Linked DNA regions of Sus scrofa: region 1 is linked to region 2. The links are chromatin contacts, called in public Hi-C maps. All regions are on one chromosome and are shown on one strand. Each heading gives the region's core, a stretch centred on a gene start, on an enhancer-like site or on the middle of the called end of the contact. The rest is flanking DNA. Distances are from core to core; before and after follow the strand shown. Region 1 has its middle 39 kb from the start of IFNGR2. Region 2 overlaps IFNAR2 (interferon alpha and beta receptor subunit 2).

What was found. A called contact is a pair of places that touch in the nucleus more often than the background predicts.
Region 1: a Hi-C map of liver shows a contact between it and region 2, with 16 times the contacts expected there. The contact joins two enhancer-like sites. A contact is called at or near these places in 1 of 5 promoter capture datasets (liver), 16 of 47 Hi-C or Micro-C datasets (alveolar macrophages, brain, embryonic fibroblasts and 10 more) and 1 of 2 datasets of contacts at active chromatin or transcription factors (alveolar macrophages).

What each region holds. Positions count from the first base shown.
Region 1 is chr13:196,966,348-196,969,904 of Sscrofa11.1, reverse strand. No RefSeq gene overlaps it. Among named protein-coding and RNA genes, the nearest start is that of IFNGR2, 39 kb to the left of the region's middle. Within about 2 kb of position 2,279, at least 26 of the 83 cell types and tissues checked have an H3K27ac peak or open chromatin away from gene starts, as enhancers often do. A contact at or near this core is called in alveolar macrophages, fetal liver, liver and 1 more, where this site is marked.
Region 2 is chr13:196,775,121-196,778,675 of Sscrofa11.1, reverse strand. All of the region lies in intron 1 of IFNAR2 (interferon alpha and beta receptor subunit 2), which reads right to left. The region is part of intron 4 of LOC110256370 (40S ribosomal protein S2-like); the gene reads left to right. Among named protein-coding and RNA genes, the nearest start is that of IFNAR2, 11 kb to the right of the region's middle. Within about 2 kb of position 1,440, at least 33 of the 83 cell types and tissues checked have an H3K27ac peak or open chromatin away from gene starts, as enhancers often do. A contact at or near this core is called in alveolar macrophages, fetal liver, liver and 1 more, where this site is marked.

The DNA of each region.
Region 1 (3,557 bases), core at 1,030-3,529, 190 kb before region 2:
GCATCCACTGTGTAGGTGTGCCAGGTACTTGCTAAAATCAGGGATACTACAGTGAACAAAAGAGATTAAAAGAGGAGTTTCTGTCGTGGCTTAGCGGAAATGAATCTGACTAGCATCCATATGGACGCAGGTTCGATCTTTGACCTCGCTCGGTGGGTTAAGGATCCAGCGTTGCCTTGAGCTGTGGTGTAGGTCATAGATGCAGCTCGGATTTGTGGTGTAGGCTGCTGGCTGCGGCTCCGATTTGACCCCTAGCCTGGGAACCTCCATATGTGATGGGTGTGGCCCTAGAAAAACAAACCAACCAAAAAAAGGAAATTAAAAGCAAGAAAAAATTCTGGTGGGGAGACAGAGAATATTCAAGCGATATAAGATAATTTTTTTTCCTAAAGAGAAAAATCAGGAAAGGGAATTAGAGAATGTGTGTGTGTGTGTGTGTGTGTGTGTGTGTGTGTGTGGTGGTGGTGGGGTGCAATTTAAGTTAAAGTGAGCACAACAGCCATCCCTGAAAAGAGAACATTTAAGTAAAAACCTGATGTGAACATATGAGCCATGGGGATGAGCAGGGGAAGAAGTGCATGCCAGGCAGAGCGACTGGCAAGTGCAGAGAGCCCGAGGCAGGAACAGCCTGGGTGCTTGAGGATCGCAGGGAGGCCAATGTGGCTGAGGAGGAGGGGGCAAAGGGGAGATGAGGTCAGAGGGGTGGTGAGGTGCCCTTAGATCATTGCAAGGATGTGGGCTTTCACTTTGAGAAGGGAGCCACGGGAGGGTTTGGGTCAACGAGCAGCATGATCTGGCTCACAAGGCTGAACAGTCACCTAACATGACTGAAGAGGAGGCAGGGCTGAAAGAGGAAGGAAAACCATTTACGAAGCCATGAAATCATCTACCCGGAGAGGATGGTGGCTCAGACCAGGTGGTAGCCACGGAGACGGTAAAAGTAGTCAGATTTGGAGTTCCCCGTCGTCGTGGTGCAGCAGAAATGAATCCGACTAGGAACCATGAGGTTGTGGGTTCGATCCCTGGCCTTGCTCAGTGGGTTAAGGATCCGGTGTTGCCGTGAGCTGTGGTGTAGGTCGCAGACGTGGCTCAGATCTGGCGTTGCTGTGGCTGTGGTGTAGGCTGGCAGCTACAACTCCGATTAGAACTCTAGCCTGGGAACCTCCATATGCTGAGGGTGTGGCCCTGAAAAGACAAAAGACAAAAATAAATAAATAAATAAACGTAGTCAGATTTGAGATGTTCTGGTTTTGGTGGGATTTCCCAAGAGATAGAATGTGAGACAGGAGCCAAGGATGGCACAAGGTTTTTGGCTTTGAAAAATAAAGAAAGGAGTTGCTATTTATTATGTTGGGGAAGCCTGAGGTGGAGGTAGGGGGGAGATTGATTTGGTTTCCTATCAGCATCAATATCTCTCATTTTATAGCAGAAGACTTTTGTTTTTTTGGCTGTGCCCGAGGCTTGTGGAGATTCCCGGGCCAGGGATTGAACCTGAGCTGCTGCAGTGACAACACCAGATTCTTAACCCACTGTGCCACAAGGGAACTCCCAAGACTTTTTTTTTTTAAAGTATCATGTCTGAAGCCTGATTCTAGAATCTTCTAGATAATCCTGCATCCATGAATTGTCCTAAAAACTGTATGTTCATCACTGCTTAGCTCAGTAAGTGTTTATCTTAGCTCATCCAGGTGACATGGTGTGACCTAACCAACATATTTTTTACTGAGTGATGTGTTATGTTATACCTGGGGTTTAATTAATGATCGCTGCCCCTACTTCCTGAGCACTTCCTGGGCTTTAGGCAGAAGGGAAGCTGTTTTCCCAAACTCATCCGGCCGGTAGGTGGCAGAGTTGGGATTTGATCCAGTTGGCTGGACCTCGACAGAGGGTTTGGTGCCTAATTGTGAACTGAATATTGCGTCACATCAGGAAGAGGTGCTTGATGATAACTCTGAATTATCCATTCCAAAGCTCTAGAATGATGAATGCAGGAATTTATTTTTCTCATAGCAGTTGAGTTTTTGCCTAAGTTCCATACTTGAAAAAATAAGCTTCTCTGCCTTAGAGGAAGTATAACTCGTTAACTGCATGCTTAGTCAAGGGGAAATTTTCGAAATAAAAGACAGTCTATATTTGCGGAAGTAAGTTAACAGGCCACTTGCCAAGAAGCCAACAAAGAATCAGAGGAATTCACACGTCTCCATAATAAGCATTTAAAACCGAGGGGCCAACTCAAAAGCAGTATACATTCTGCATCTGTAATCAGTCTGAGTTGATGACCCTTGAACGTGGTCATGAAGAGACCTGTAGAGGGCGGGGCCATAACAGGTCACAATGGAGGTTTGGAGAATGAGTGATGGCTTGATCTTGACCTTCTTCTTTTTTTCAACTTCCTTTCCCTGAAATAACAGACAGTAAGGGAACCAGGAACACCCAGGCTTCTGGTCACGTATTTCTTCTTGATAACTTCACATCTTCCTGTTATCAAAATGTGAGTTACAGGAAGCAGACACCAGCCACAGCTGGTACAGGGCCAGTTTCAGAAGAAAGCTTTTGGGTGCAACCTCAGCAGAGCTTCTGAGGGAAACAGATATGCAAGGCAAATGCTTCATTTGACCGAATCCTCTCCAAAAAAAAAAAAAAAAAAAAAAAAAAAAAAAAAATTAAAATGCATCTATATTTTCCATCATATACTTATGATTTTAATAAAATCAAATGAACACTTCTTGCTCCAGGTAAATATATACTTAAACTCTCTAAGTAATTGGTCATATCGGATGAATGCTCCCAATCTCTAAGCCTGCACTTTGGTGACCACGCCATGTAGGCATGGCTAGGTGCCCTGCACAGCATGTCATCAGGTAGACATCAAAGTGTTGGCTGGATTAGGTTCTTTTCTTTTTTTTTTTTTTTGTCTTTTTGTTATTTCTTGGTCTGCTCCCGCGGCGTATGGAGGTTCCTAGGCTAGGGGTCCAATCGGGGCTGTAGCCACTGGCCTACACCAGAGCCACAGCAACGCAGGATCTGAGCCACATCTGCAACCTACACCACAGCTCATGGCAACGCCGGATCGCTAACCCACTGAGTGAGGGCAGGGACCGAACCTGCAACCTCATGGTTCCTAGTCAGATTTGCGCCACGACGGGAACTCCTGGATTAGGTTCTCGTCTAGAGGCTCTGGAGAAAAATCTCTCCTTAAAACTTGTTCTGGTTGTTGGCAGAAATCAGTTCCTTGTGGGAGTTCCCTTTGTGGCTTGACAGTTAACAAATCCGACTAGGATCCGTGAGGATGCGGGTTTGATCCCTGGCCTCCCTCAGTGGGTTAAGGATCCTGCATTGCTGTGGCTGTGGTGTAGGCTGGCAGCTGCAGCTCCAGTTTGACCCCTAGCCTGGGAACCTCCATATGCTGCAGGTGCAGCCCTAAAAAAAAAAAAAAAAGAATTCAGTTCCTTGAAGCTGTAGGCCTGAGGATCTGGACCTTATTTCCATGCTGACTGTCAACCAGTGCCTACAGGCTACCTGAATTCCTTGCCTCGGAGCTCCCTTCATCTCTGAGC
Region 2 (3,555 bases), core at 191-2,690:
CCATAAAAAGAACAAAGTGATGCCATTCGCAGCAACACGGATGGAACTAGATATTCTCATACTAACTGAAGTGAGTCAGAAAGAGAAAGACAAATACTACATGACATCACCTACATGTGGAATCTAATATGTGGTGCAAATGAACCAATCTACAGAAAATAAACTCACGGACTTGGAGATGAGACTTGTGGTTGCCAAAGGGGAGGGGGAGGGAGTGGGATGGACTGGGAGTTGGGGATTAGTAGATGCAAACTATTGCATTTGGAGTGGATAAGCAATGAGATCCTGCTCTATAGCACACGGAACTATATATCCAATCACTTATGATGGAACAGGGTAGAGGATAAGGTGAGGGAAAGAATACACATACGTATAACTAGGTCACTTCGCTGTGTAGCAGGAATTGGCAAAACATTGTAAATCAGCTACAATGAAGAAATGGAAAAAAAAAGAGAAACGGGGGATGCAGACAGCAAGAAGGGGGTCCGTGTGTCCACGTAACGTGTGTGTATACATATATATTCATGTATTTGGCGACACAGCCAGATTTTCCTAGGACAGCAGCGTTTTTACATTTTTAATTACTTCTCCCAAAGGCAGTTCATTAAAAATACACTTAAGAAGACTTAACTTTATAAAAATCAGAAATTGAAAAAATGATCAAATTGACTCCTCATCAGAGATTTTTGTTGAGAAAATATTTTTCTTTTTTCTTTCCTCTCTCTCTCTCTCTTTTTTTTTTACTATTTTAAAAATTGAAGTGTAATTAATTTACAATGTTGTATTAGTTTCAAGTCTTTTTTTCTTGTTTTTGGAGGAAGCAAAGGCAACTAATGCTGCCTATCCAGGAATGTTGCCATTACTCAGAAAACTCCCAGGCTGAAAAAAAAAAAAGAAAGAAAACAAGGAGTTCCCGTCATGGCTCAGCAGAAATGAATCTGGCTAGCATCCATGAGGACACAGGTTTGATCCCTGGTCTCACTCGGTGGGTTAAGGAACCGGCTTTGCCATGAGCTGCAGTGCAGGTCGCAGGTGCAGCTCAGATATGCTGTGGCTGTGGCTGTGGCTGTGGTATAGGCAGGTGTCTCTAGCTCCGATTCAACCCCTGGCCTGGGAACCTTAGGGTGCAGCCCTAAAAGGCCAAAAAAAAAAAAAAAAGAAAGAAAAGAAGAAAGAAAATTCCTAATGCTGCCTAAGGACTGAGTTGCAGCTTTGAGGGAAATTCCAGAAGCAATTTTCCACACGCATTGGCCAGCCTCTCACAGGCAGCTCAAAAAAAAAAAAAAAAAAAAAAAAAAAAAGAAAAGAAAAAGAGCCAAGACTGATCTTGGCCTGCAGTCTCTCGAATCGATTCTTAGGCGGGTGAGTCATCCCATTACTATAAGCCTGGTTCTACTCAGGCCAGTTGGAAACAGGCGGAAAGGTCCGCTGGATAAATATTCACTAAGCAAATAAAAATGACAGAGGGAACACGCTACCCTGTTCTCCCTGAGTCATTATCTGGCAGATTCAGCTACGGGCTGTGGGTAACATTCTCTTTTCTGGTCGGGCTGTAGTTTCCGGTGTTGCTCAATTCTGTGCATTTATGTCTGAAGCACAAGACACGATTGAGTCTCTCTGTCTTGTATGTATAGTTTCACTTGTTGAATAGCTGGTTTGAAGAACATTTATGACATAGTACACACCCCAAACTAGTCAGTACTGATCCTTACAATGCATACACTCTATTCCATTCCATTCCATTCCATTCCATTCCATTCCATTCCATTCCTGCTTTTTCTTTACTGCTGTCTGAGATTCACTAAAGTGATTTCATGACCCAGTAATATGTCCGGTGCTGCAGGATGGAAAACACTGATTTGAGCAAGACAAAGGAAACTCCCAGGCTGCTGCGAGTGTGTGGGGGTGATTAAAAACATCAACTGGTGGAGTTCCCGTTGTGGCTCAGCAGTTAAACGAATCCATCTAGTATCCATGAGGATGTGGGTTCGATCCCTGGGCTTGCTCAGTGGGTTGGAGATCTGGCATTGCTATGAGCTGGTAGCTGTGGCTCCCATTCAACCCCTAGCCTGGGAACCTCTATATGCCACGGGTGAGGCCCTAGAAAGCAATAATAATAATAATAATGATAATAATAATAATAATAATAATAATAAATAAAACCACAAACTGGTGAGGTGACTTTTAGGTTCATATTAATCTTGCAAACCCAGTGACAGACCTTCCCCACCGGCCATCCTGGCAGGCTAGGGCTCTGCTCCTCCCCATGTTTGGCTGGGGCAGCCACCCTGGCGAGGTGGCCCTGTGCCACAGCTTCGTCCCAGGCTGGGGCCCCATCTTTGCTGGTGGGTCAGTGCCGAGAGCAGCTCAAAGCCCATCTCACAGGGGCCCCTGGGTTTCTTCTGCCTCCCTCCAAGTTCGTTTATCCAAACTCTAGTTCAGGACCGATTAGTGGGTCAGGAAATCACTTTAGTGAGTCTCAGGCAGCATTTGGAAATAAAAGAGAAAGAAACGGAATGAAATAGAAGAGAAAAGAGCAGAGCACATGGTACAGTAAGGCCAGTACTGGCCTGTTTCAAGTGTGCTGTATATGGTGTGTGCACAGTGACAGATGTTGCGTGATGTGTGTGTGTGTGTGTCTATGTGGTAAATGGTATGTGTGTGTGTTTTGTGTGTGGCATGGTGTGTGTGTGTGTGGTGTGTGGTGTATGAGTGTGTGGTGTGATGTGGATGCAGGTATGTGTGGTGAATAGGGTGTGCGTGTGGTGTCTGGGTGGTGTGTGTGTTACGTGTGGCATGCTGTATGGGTGTGTGTGTCTGTGTGTGTGTGGCGTGTTTGATGGGGGTGTATGTATGGTGAATAGTGTGTGTGTGGGGGGGTGTGTCTTACGTGTAGGCACGGTGTGTGTGTGTCGGGGGGTGTATGTGATGTGGGTGTGTTGGGATGTAGTCAGAAGTGGCTTTACCCCCGGGCTGTTGGGAAAATGATCCTGATTTGAGGGACCGGGAAATCACTCTGGCTGATGCATGGGTTGGCCTGAATTTACATGAACCAGATCAGCCTGACTCATGGCCTGTCACACACACACAGCACATCTCCAACCACTAGGATAAAGAGTGTTTACTTTGAAGATGAGGGTGCGTCCCTCCTCTCCTACGTGTCCGTGTTAACACTCCCTTAAAGATAAGATTCCCTTTCCAGATACTTGGGTCCAGCCGGCTCGCTCTGTTTATACGAATCTGTCTCTCTTGAAATCTTGAAGGACTGCTCCCTGTCAGGGTAGATGTATGTTCTTTGTTCTGATAAGATATGACCATGCTGGGAGTTCTCATTGTGGCGCAGTGGTTAACGAATCCAACTAGGAACCATGAGGTTGCAGGTTTGATCCCTGGCCTTGCTCTGTGGGTTAAGGATCCGGTGTTGCCCTGAGCTGTGGTGTAAGTTGCAGACACGGCTCGGATCCCACGTTGCTGTGGCTGTGGTGTAGGCCGGTGGCTACAGCTCCGATTAGATCCCTAGCCTGGGGACCTCCATGTGCCGCAGGTGCGGCCCTA